Regions from separate parts of the Neogale vison genome. Here region 2 is linked to region 1. The links are chromatin contacts, called in public Hi-C maps. All regions are on one chromosome and are shown on one strand. The core of a region is the stretch at or near the end of the contact, and the rest is flanking DNA. Distances in the headings are between cores, read along the strand shown. Region 1 holds the start of ZNF503 (zinc finger protein 503). Region 2 overlaps LRMDA (leucine-rich melanocyte differentiation-associated protein).

Region 1 (4,657 bases), core at 1,270-3,769:
TTAACGTCCACATTAATCCCTCCGCCGCAGCTAATCCGGCCGTGCGCCAACCCCGTGGGTCCCCCTTCGGCCGAGGTGCCCCCGGAACCCTTGCTGCTGCCACCGCCGCCGCCCACGTCGGGATCCTTCTTGTCGTCCTTGCCCTCCGGGCCGCCCCCGGCCGAAGGCAGCATGCCTCCTGGAGAGCAGGCCGAGGCGCTGGAACTTGGGCTGCCTGTCCTGGGCGTGAATGGCTGGCAGGTGGCGCTCGGTACCCGGAATCCGGACTTCTCTGCTGAAACCCCCCCGCCGCCGCCCCCGCCACCACCGCCTCCGCCGCCGCCGCCTCCCGGCTCCTTCTTATCCGAGCCGGGTTTGGAGTACGGCTTGAAACTCGACTTGTCCTCCACGCCGATGTCGCTCAGCTTGAGGGGGCCAGACTTTGCGTCCTTGTCGCCCCCGGTGCCGCTGCCGGCACCGCCCGCGCCGCCCCCATTGGAGGCGACAGAGGAGAGTTTGGAAGAGGGCGAGGGGTCGGGCTTCCCGATCTGTGAGCATGTTTGCGCCAACAGCGCCAGCGGGCTCTTCTTGGCATCAAGCTGCGGGGTCAGACGTGGGGTTGGGGGTGGCACAAAGAGAAAGAAGGGGAAACCCTTTAGAATCCTGGCTTCTAGGGATCAAACGCCCTTCCGCAACCGCCAGTGAAGACCCTCTCAGCTCTAGGGGCAATTCTAGACAGCACCACTTCACCTCCCCCCAGACGGACGAACAGACAGACAGACACACAAACTCGCCCTTGAGAAAGGCGGCAGCCTCCCTCTTACCCCACCAAATGAACGTATTTCCTGACCTCTCTAAACGCTGTATTTAAAAATACCCACTAAATGTTTTTGTTTCTGACTCCTAGACCCATAACTACACACACACACACACACACACACACACACACACCACTTATATATATCCCCAATTCTTCAGAGTAAGGGCTTGGGCAGTTGGCGCCTTAGAGGCTGTGTACAGATACCAGCTTCTGGGGAACCTTAAGACTGCGACTTTGGAAGCGCATTTCGGACTTCCGCCCGTCTTCCGGGCCGAAAGTGAGGGGGCCTGGGTCGGGGTTGGGGCTTTAATACCAAAGAGAGAAATAAGTTTTGGTTGCTTTGTCCCTTAGCATTCACACCCCATTCTACCTCCTACCCGCTTTCAGCCCTAGTTTTTACGATTTGGGAGCACTATGCTCTCCCCCATCCCGGAGCTGAATCACTCTGACCACCCCCCATCCCCGATCCTGAGAGAAAGAAATCCCGTGGAGCGGCAGCCAGGGTGGTGGTCCCAGCGCGATCCCGGGAGAGGGTCCTTACCTCGATGGGGCTAACGGGAGTAGAAGGCAGGGGCTGCAGGTACTCGGGGTGCAAAATGTGGCCAGTCCGTGCCGTCAGCATCTTCAGCACCTTGATGGGCAGGCGGTTAGCCTGGCGGAGAGGGTCAGAGGGGGGCACAGCGTGCACAAAAGGCTTGGTGCTGCCGGCCGGGGACGAGCCTTGGCCGGGGCTGGAGCTATTTCCAGAGAGCGCGCTGGTCCAGGCAGGGTCCGCACTGCCGCCGCCGCCGCCGCCGCCGCCGCCGCTGTGCTTACTGCTTCTTAGGGCAGAAAGCGAGGGCGCTGTGCTCATGACCCACCCGCACGCATGGGAGCAGCGGGGGGAGGGCTCCGTGAGGCGTGGGGCGGGCTCCGGGCTGCGCGCTCGCCGAGAAAGCAGAAGCAGTAGGAGGAGGAGGAGCTGGCGCGGCGGCCACGGGCACCCAGCGCGCCTTCTCGGCGCCTGGAGCCAGAAGCGAATAATCCTGGGTGGCCAGCAGCGGTGCCGTGGCCGAGCGGGAGGAGCCGGTCGGACTGTGGGAGTGCCGGGTGGCTCGCCGTGTCCGCCTCGGGCTGTGCCCTGCGCTGCGCACTCGCGACCCGGCGCTGGCGCTGCGCTTGGCGATGTGAGCCGCTGCCTGTCCAGCCGGGGCTCTGGCGAGGAAACTCACTTCAAAAGCAGCTGCACCGAGGGGGAGATTAAAGCCTTTGCCGCCTTCCAATCAAATGGGAGCCCGAGGTGATTGGAGGGTCAAGGGGATGTGACGCGTCCCGCGCCGCCGCCGCCGCCGCCGCCAGGACTCTCAGCGCTGGTTTTAATGGGCAGCTCCTTCTTCACCGCCCCCCTCCCGCGTGTCCCCTCCCTCGATTTCGCTCCGAGGACGAGCTGGACATTTATTCTGCGTTTGCTATGTGCCGCCTCCCTCTTTTTTCTTCCTCGTCGTCCTTCCTTTCCGTGGCTCGAAAATAAACTGAAACCTTTTTTTGCAGGAGGGTGCGTATGAGGATCAGATTGAAGGGATGACCAGAAGGAGCAATGGCGGGAGTCTGGACAACGGCCGGACTTTCACCTCCAGGGGCGCACAGGGGACCCACACACCAAATATTCTGTCTCGCTCAGTAATTGAAATCTCTCGCGGCGCGGCCGCCAGGGTAAGGAAAGGTGCGGAGAGGGTGACGGAGGAAGTGCGCCCGCCCGCTTTGATTCCCCGAGATTCGGCAGCGGAGAAACCAGAAGCTAGGTGGGCAGCGGAGGCGGCGGCGGCTGTTCTCCCGGCTGTGCGCGGGGCTCCCAGCCCTTCCCAGCCACGTGACTGCCGGGGACGCGCAGATTGGGGCTGGAGCGGGGGTCACATGTTTCCTCTGTTTCACACTCAGTCTTCTCCTCCACTCCCCCCCCCCATTCTTACTCTCCCCTGCTATCCTCTCTCCTCCTCTCCCCCTCTCTTCAGTTCTTTGGGCATCTCCACCCCTCCATCAATTGTCAATGTTCCTCGACCGCAATCAATCAGTTATTTGTCAGCTCTTGTCAATCCGCCCGTGATTTATGTCAGCTTTTGTTGCTGATTACAAGGCGGGTGCGACTTGAAGGGAAAAGAGTGAGGAAGAGAGAGATGGAGAGTAAGGAAGAGACCAAGGGGGAACCAGCGGAGGGGGAAAGAGGAGCAGCCTCCTGGGATGGGGTGGGGGGTGGCTCTAAGAAAAAGAATGAAAGAGAGGAGAAGAGGCTTTCGGTGTCAGGAAAAGGAATAGTGAGAGTAAAGCGCGCAGGTGTGCCCAGGGCGCTGAGAGGGCTGCTCAGGCCTGAGGTGTGCGCCTCTCCCCTTACACCGTTCTACTTCTGGGACTTCCGTCCATTGGGGCCGCGGTGGGAGGAGCTGCCCCGGGTACCTAAGACGGGCGGTGGCGACGTCTAAGATGGGAAATATTTTTGTCCCCAGGATAATCCCTCGGGAGCATGAGGATGTCAGGCTGCCAGCCTGCCGCGGACCCCACCCTTCGTAGTGCCCCGACCCCAAACACAGACTTCATTCTGACAGGCACACCACAACGCAGTTTTGAGTCCTGAAGGTCAATGATGGGGTACCTCCTCCCCGACTTAAGCCTTTGACCTCCCTTCGGATCGCGGCTAGGGCTGAGAGGCTGCGAAGAGGCCTGGCCATGGGTGTACGGTGGAGACATCTCAAGCTGATTCAGATCCCCTCTCCAAACCTCTCCGACCCTGCTGTATCCCCGCAGGCTGGGTAGCCGGGGTTACTCTGGGCTGCTCACTCGAATTTATGGGAACGCCAGGCCGGGACTGACCTGCGTGGAGAAAGCAGAGGGAAGAAGAGAGAGCGGGAGGGGGCGGCTGCCTGTAGGAACTTGGGTCTTCCAGGGAAGCGGAGCGGGACTGCCGCGTTCCCCTCGATTTGCACCGTCACTCCGGCGGGTTGGAAGGAAGAGCGGAGGCGCTGTGCCTGCCTCTGTGTACCTGAAGCTGGGCGCACAAGTGTGTACGGACGTCTGCGCCGCTGTGTGAGTTGTCAGGGCTTTGGCAGCGTCCGGAGCGAGTTCGGAGGTCGCCTCCAGAAACTCGCAGAAACGGGAAGGGGGCAAGAGGAGGACACAACCCCTTCCTCGGAAGGACTTGGACGACTTTGAATTTCCCCTCCCCCACTTTTCCGCCCCAGCTCTTCTTTTGTTGTCAAGTCCTTTGATAAATGGTAGGGCAGGGAGCGCGGGGAGCCCGGAGCCAGTCTGTACCCGCTCGGGGGGCAGGGCCGGGTCTGGCGACCCGGTTTCCTTCGGCACTGAGCCCCGTACCGCGGGGGCCGAGTCTGGGACCTGCCCTCCGCAGGCTCGCCCTCTCCTCTCTCACCACCCCATTCCCTCCCCCCGCCTTTTTTGTCTCTCTTCCACTCCACACAGGTACCGAGAACTTTCTAGGGTGAGTTTTAGAATTTTCTCATAGGCATTCTTTTCCTGTGTTTTAATCTTATCCCTTGATTCTTTAGGTCGGTAAACTTGATGAGATTGTAACTTGACTAAAAATAATTTGAAGAGGGAAGTGTGTATTTTGGGCTGCTCTTCGTCGGTGTGCGTGCCTGCGTGTGTATAGGTGTTAAGAACACACCTGCGGTCAAGGGGATTTGGTATCTGCCTGTGCGGAGGTGAGGAAGGTGAGTCCGTGAGACGGAGTGTGAGACGGTGGTGAGGCCACACCCGAGGTTGGGAAGGTTGTCCGAATAATCTTTGGGGAGCGAGTCTCAGATGCCCGTTTCTGACGGCAGGACAGTCCTAAGCTGTCTCTGCAGGGCAGCGCGTGGGGGAGGCCGC
Region 2 (4,657 bases), core at 1,274-3,773, 600 kb after region 1:
AAGCCAGACTGGCCTCATACCTCAGCCTCTTTGCTCCTCTGTTCTACCCCCCTCCCCTGGATCCAGAACACACTCCTCCCAACCCCCACCATGCCTGCTAAGGTCATAGCTACCAGAAAAATCAAAGAATGGAAGGAGGAAGGTGTGGAAAGGAACCAGCATCTGCTATTGACATGTTAGTCTTCTTTGGCTTGTGTTCCTTAAGATCCCGAGAGCTGGAAGCGGCCCCGAGCCAGAGAGCTCCACTGGGCTGTTGATAAGCCCACGTTCTTACTTGGAGTAAATGGTAGAGCTGAGGTAAAGTCCCAGAGTCCCAAGCTCCATGTGTGTGAGTTGTGTTTTGCCTCCCTGAGACGTGAGGAAGAAGAGAAAGGAAGAAATGAAACACAATGACCCCATTGACCATTATCCCCAAATGTTAAGTGATGTCGCCTTTCACCATGGAGCAGGTAGTGCTGGTCTGAGGAGTTAGGGCTGGTCAGGGTGCTGGGCCCCACAAAGGCGGGGGGGGGGTGTCCTCTGGGGGTGAGTCAGGCAGGAATGGGACATGCTGAGGGGGCTCTGGGCCTGGTGGGGTCTGGGGATTCCATGTCTTCCAATTCCCGTTCCACCTCCCAGGCACTGACTCCCTGTTCTGGAGTCCGCTTGGCCGAGATCCCTCAAGGGAGATGCAACTGTCCTGAGAAAGCCTTGGTGCTAAAGTTCACACTCCCATCAGACTTGCAGGTGCTGCACACACTAGCAGCAGGGTCTGTAATGAAAGTGCTATCGGTAAATGAATAAATAGTGTGGACAACATCTCCCTGATTCGTCACATTTTATAGCATAGCCAGGAGATCCCAGGCGAGTCGGCCCTCTGGTCGACGTCGTAGCTCAGCTGTCAGCCTGTGCAAGCTCAGCACGGCTCTGGGCTCTGGCAGGTGAGCGAGCTGGGAGTACGTGTGTCTGTGCGAGTCCCTCCACCGGGCGGCTTTCTTTAATTAACGTTTTGGAGCTGCTGGCCTGGGCAGCACATGCGCACAACTGCCCCTCCCAGCCCCCACCGCACCTCCACCCCTGGCCCCCCAACACTCCTTAGTCCATAATGTTAAGAGTTAACTTTGAGCTAAATGTAAAAACAAGGCTATTTTTCCCTTTCTGATACTTTTTTTTTTTTTTTTTCCCTGAGCCGGGTACTTAATTCTTTCAGATGCTTGATTATTTACTGCCTTGACATCTACATTGCTGCATTCCACGCTTCTTTCAAAAATAAAGTGAGAAATCCACTTTCCATAAATTAAAACCGTAACTTCAAGCCAGGAGCATTGAAACAGAAATTCCCGCAACTCTTTCCTGAAACCACCACGCCGCACCCCTCCCAACAAAAACAAAAACAAAAAGAAAAATCATGAAAGAAAAAGAAACAGCCCTCTCCTGCTGGAGCGATCATGTGCTTCAGCAGATGCCTCTGCCTTTTGGGGCAGCCACAGGGACACTGGGCAGAAGCAAATGAAGTGATTAGTAAAGAAAAAAAGCGGAGGAGGGAGAAAAAAAAGTCAAAGGCGGCGAAGGGAAAGAAAGGAAGCCTTCCTCGCCTTTTCCTGGACTGTGCAGAGGAGAACCGCGAAGAAATGATACTTGAAGTTATATTTATTATTGTAAGAGGGGTATGATATTTCTGGGCAGGAATGATGGATGACAACTTAAATTTGTGTCCAGGGAATGAAGGTGAACTGTGACAGAGTTATTTATCTTGGGAATGGAGGTTAGGGTCAGCCGAGGCTGGGTGCCTGAAGGCACAAGACATTGACAAATTTATCCTGCAGGCCGTATCTGAAGCCCTTTGTTTTGGATCCTGGCTACTCACTAAGTGACCCTCATCCTTCATGTTGGCAATGCGTGAAGGATGCGGTGAGTGCCAGCGGCCCCTTCTCCCCCGCCGCCCCCACCCCGGCTCCCGCTACTAATTCTTGTCATTCACTTTGCTGACAGGCACCAAGCCCAAACTATTCCCAGTCCTGAAAGGGAAGGTTAAAATATTTATTTCGGCTCATAATGGCCTCCCTGATTTAGTGCAGGATCATTTTTCCTGTTGCCTTTGTCATTGCAGGTCACTGGAAGGACTGAGCGCGTTCGGGAGCCTGGAGGAACTCATCTTGGACAACAATCTGCTCGGGAACGACCTCGTGTTGCCAGGGTTACCCAGGCTCCATACCTTAACCCTCAACAAGAACCAGATATCCTTGGCTCTGTCCGCTGCCTCCACTCCCCGCCCTGCCCCGCAGTGGTCCCTGCAGGCACACACCGCCCCCCCCTTACCCTTCCCCCGCCCCACACAAATACCTGCAAAATGTCAAATGAGTTTTATGTGTCAGCTAAATTAAAGTATGTGAAATGCAGTCCATGGGCAGACAAAGCGTTCTGTCTTCTGGCACTCGGGACACTTCAGAGTAATTTATTATAGGTCATTCATAAATGAAATGCACCATTATATCTTCCTGTTGCTCCATTTTAGTGTAGAGATCTAAGTTATGGCTGTGAAGAAATCTTTTTAATAGATAAAAATAGAGAAAGAAAATAATGTCACTGCTGCTGAGAAGGCAGAGCCGGGGTTCAGTTTGCTTGGGCCTGTGTGGGAGGGCGACCTCTGGTGGGAAGTCCGGGGTGGTGCCTCTAAGAGAACTTAGCCTTCACGGAGGTTTCTGGAAGGCTTTGGTGCAGGCTGGGAGAAGAGTTCTGGCACAGGAGAGGGGGAAGGGGCAAAGATGGGAGATATGTGTGAGTCCAGGCATAGCCCTGCCCTCTGTGGTGTTTACTCTACTGGGGTGATGAGAGAAGTCAAACAGAGCCGTTTTATTGCGTGCCTTCTCCTGGAAGTCGGTGAGGACCTAGCCAGCCTGGGATGAGGCTCAGGGGGATGAAGGGTTCTGGGTTCTACCGAGAGGCTGAAAATGGAATCAGAAGCCTTCTGTGGTGTTAGGCAGCTAGCTCTTCTGTACAGTGTGGTCTCCCTGCTGCCACTGTGTGAACTGAGAGGTAGGGAGTGTTGTCTGTTTTGTTAACTCCTTTATCCTTCACACCTAGAATAATGGAACTGAGGTTCAGTGAATGTTTGTGGGATGAATAAATGAAAGAATGATTATCATCAGCTGTTCTTTATTGAGCTGTTCTTTATTGATCCTGTGGGTCAGACATGGTGCTGGGTAATATTAAGCATATTATTTTTTGTTCTTACCAAACCCTGGCAGAAGGTGTCCATTTGTCTGAATGAGGAAAGAGGTGAGCTGTAAACACAAAGCCGGACATTGACCAGAATGCTACATCCCGGATTTAGTCTCAACTGTGGCCAAATCCACAATTCTTTCTATTCTGTTCTGTTGTTTCAGAGTTGAAGTCCACTCACCTTGTTATATTAGTGGAACATTTCAGATCTAGAATAGTTTAATCACTTGCTCCTGTTCACATGGTAAGTTAGAAGTAGAAAATGGATCAGGGCATTTTCCCTAGAGTGTGAAAAAAAAGACCAAACACCCAGATATATATGTTACCTTTACCGTGTATGCATATGTCTGCTTTAAGAATGTTAGGCCAGACCATTTATTACCCTCTGGTTATATTTCAAGTCATAAGACAGTATTTTCCTTATTACTTAAAATATACTACTATGGCCATTATATATTGGCGCTGTACTAGAAGTTGAAGGAAAGGACCGACAAGTTAGTATTAGTCTTTACCATAATGCAATTTTTTAAAAAGATTTTATTTATTTATTTGACAGACAGATCACAAGTAGGCAGAGAGGCAGGCAGAAAGAGAGAGGGGGAAGCAGGCTCCCCGCTGAGCAGAGAGCGTGATGTGGGGCTTGTTCCCGGGACCCTGGAATCGTGATCGGAGCTGAAGGCAGAGGCTTCAACCCACTGAGCCACCCAGGCACCCATACCATAATGCAATATTGATGGATTTTTTTTTTTTCTTCTCCTATCCTTTGGTCAACCAAGTTTCCTAGTCACTGTTCAAAAACTATTGCAGTGTGTCTTTTGGCTCCCTTGACTGTCTTAGGTGATCAGTTGGATGATATTATCAAATCAGTCAAGAACAGAAGGATTATTAGTATAGAATTGAATGGTAAGTTTCCTTCTTTGGGCCCCAGTGCTGATATCCTGTGTCCCATACTGATGTAAAGTACTAGCCTTTGGACTTGGGTTCATGAGTCAGCTTAATCACGTTTAGCTACGCAGTTTAGCTACAGGTCTGCCTCTATTTGTCTGGAAGCCTCTATTTGTTTGGAAGCCTCTATTTGTCATTTTGTATGTATGTGTGACATCATGGCTTTCACTTGCCTATTAAGAGAACTGGAAAAAAGGAAAAAAGAAATGTATGAAAGACTTATTTGAATGTTGGAATCAAAGTGCTATGATAATGTGAGCAACACAGGTTTCTGGGTAAAAAAGCAGCTGCCTCTGCCTTGAGATGTTGTCACGTTTGCAATATAAGAAACAGTGACAGGAGAAAAGATTTCCCGAAAAGCCCACACCCCAACCCATAAGGACTTTGTCTGGTAAATGCTGTACAATTGCCAATCCCAAACTCAATTCCTCTTCTCCCTCAGCACACTTCCTGGCCGGTTCTCTGTCACATTAATTGGTGCATACTAAGAAATGTAAGTTTATTTCAGCAC

What was found. A called contact is a pair of places that touch in the nucleus more often than the background predicts.
Region 2: a contact with region 1 is called in a Hi-C map of fibroblasts, with 10 times the contacts expected there. The contact joins the enhancer-like site here to the promoter of ZNF503 in region 1. A contact is called at or near these places in 2 of 3 Hi-C or Micro-C datasets (fibroblasts and muscle).

The regions. Positions count from the first base shown.
Region 1 is chr2:188,927,500-188,932,156 of ASM_NN_V1, forward strand. ZNF503 (zinc finger protein 503) reads right to left here and starts at 2,520. Exons shown (of 2, transcript XM_044239883.1): 1 at 1,341-2,520; 2 at 1-578. The coding sequence starts at 1,652.
Region 2 is chr2:189,523,653-189,528,309 of ASM_NN_V1, forward strand. It overlaps LRMDA (leucine-rich melanocyte differentiation-associated protein), which reads left to right. Exons shown (of 7, transcript XM_044239885.1): 3 at 2,090-2,216. Among named protein-coding and RNA genes, the nearest start is that of LRMDA, 570 kb to the left of the region's middle. Within about 2 kb of position 2,524, the one cell type or tissue checked has open chromatin away from gene starts, as enhancers often do. A contact at or near this core is called in fibroblasts, where this site is marked.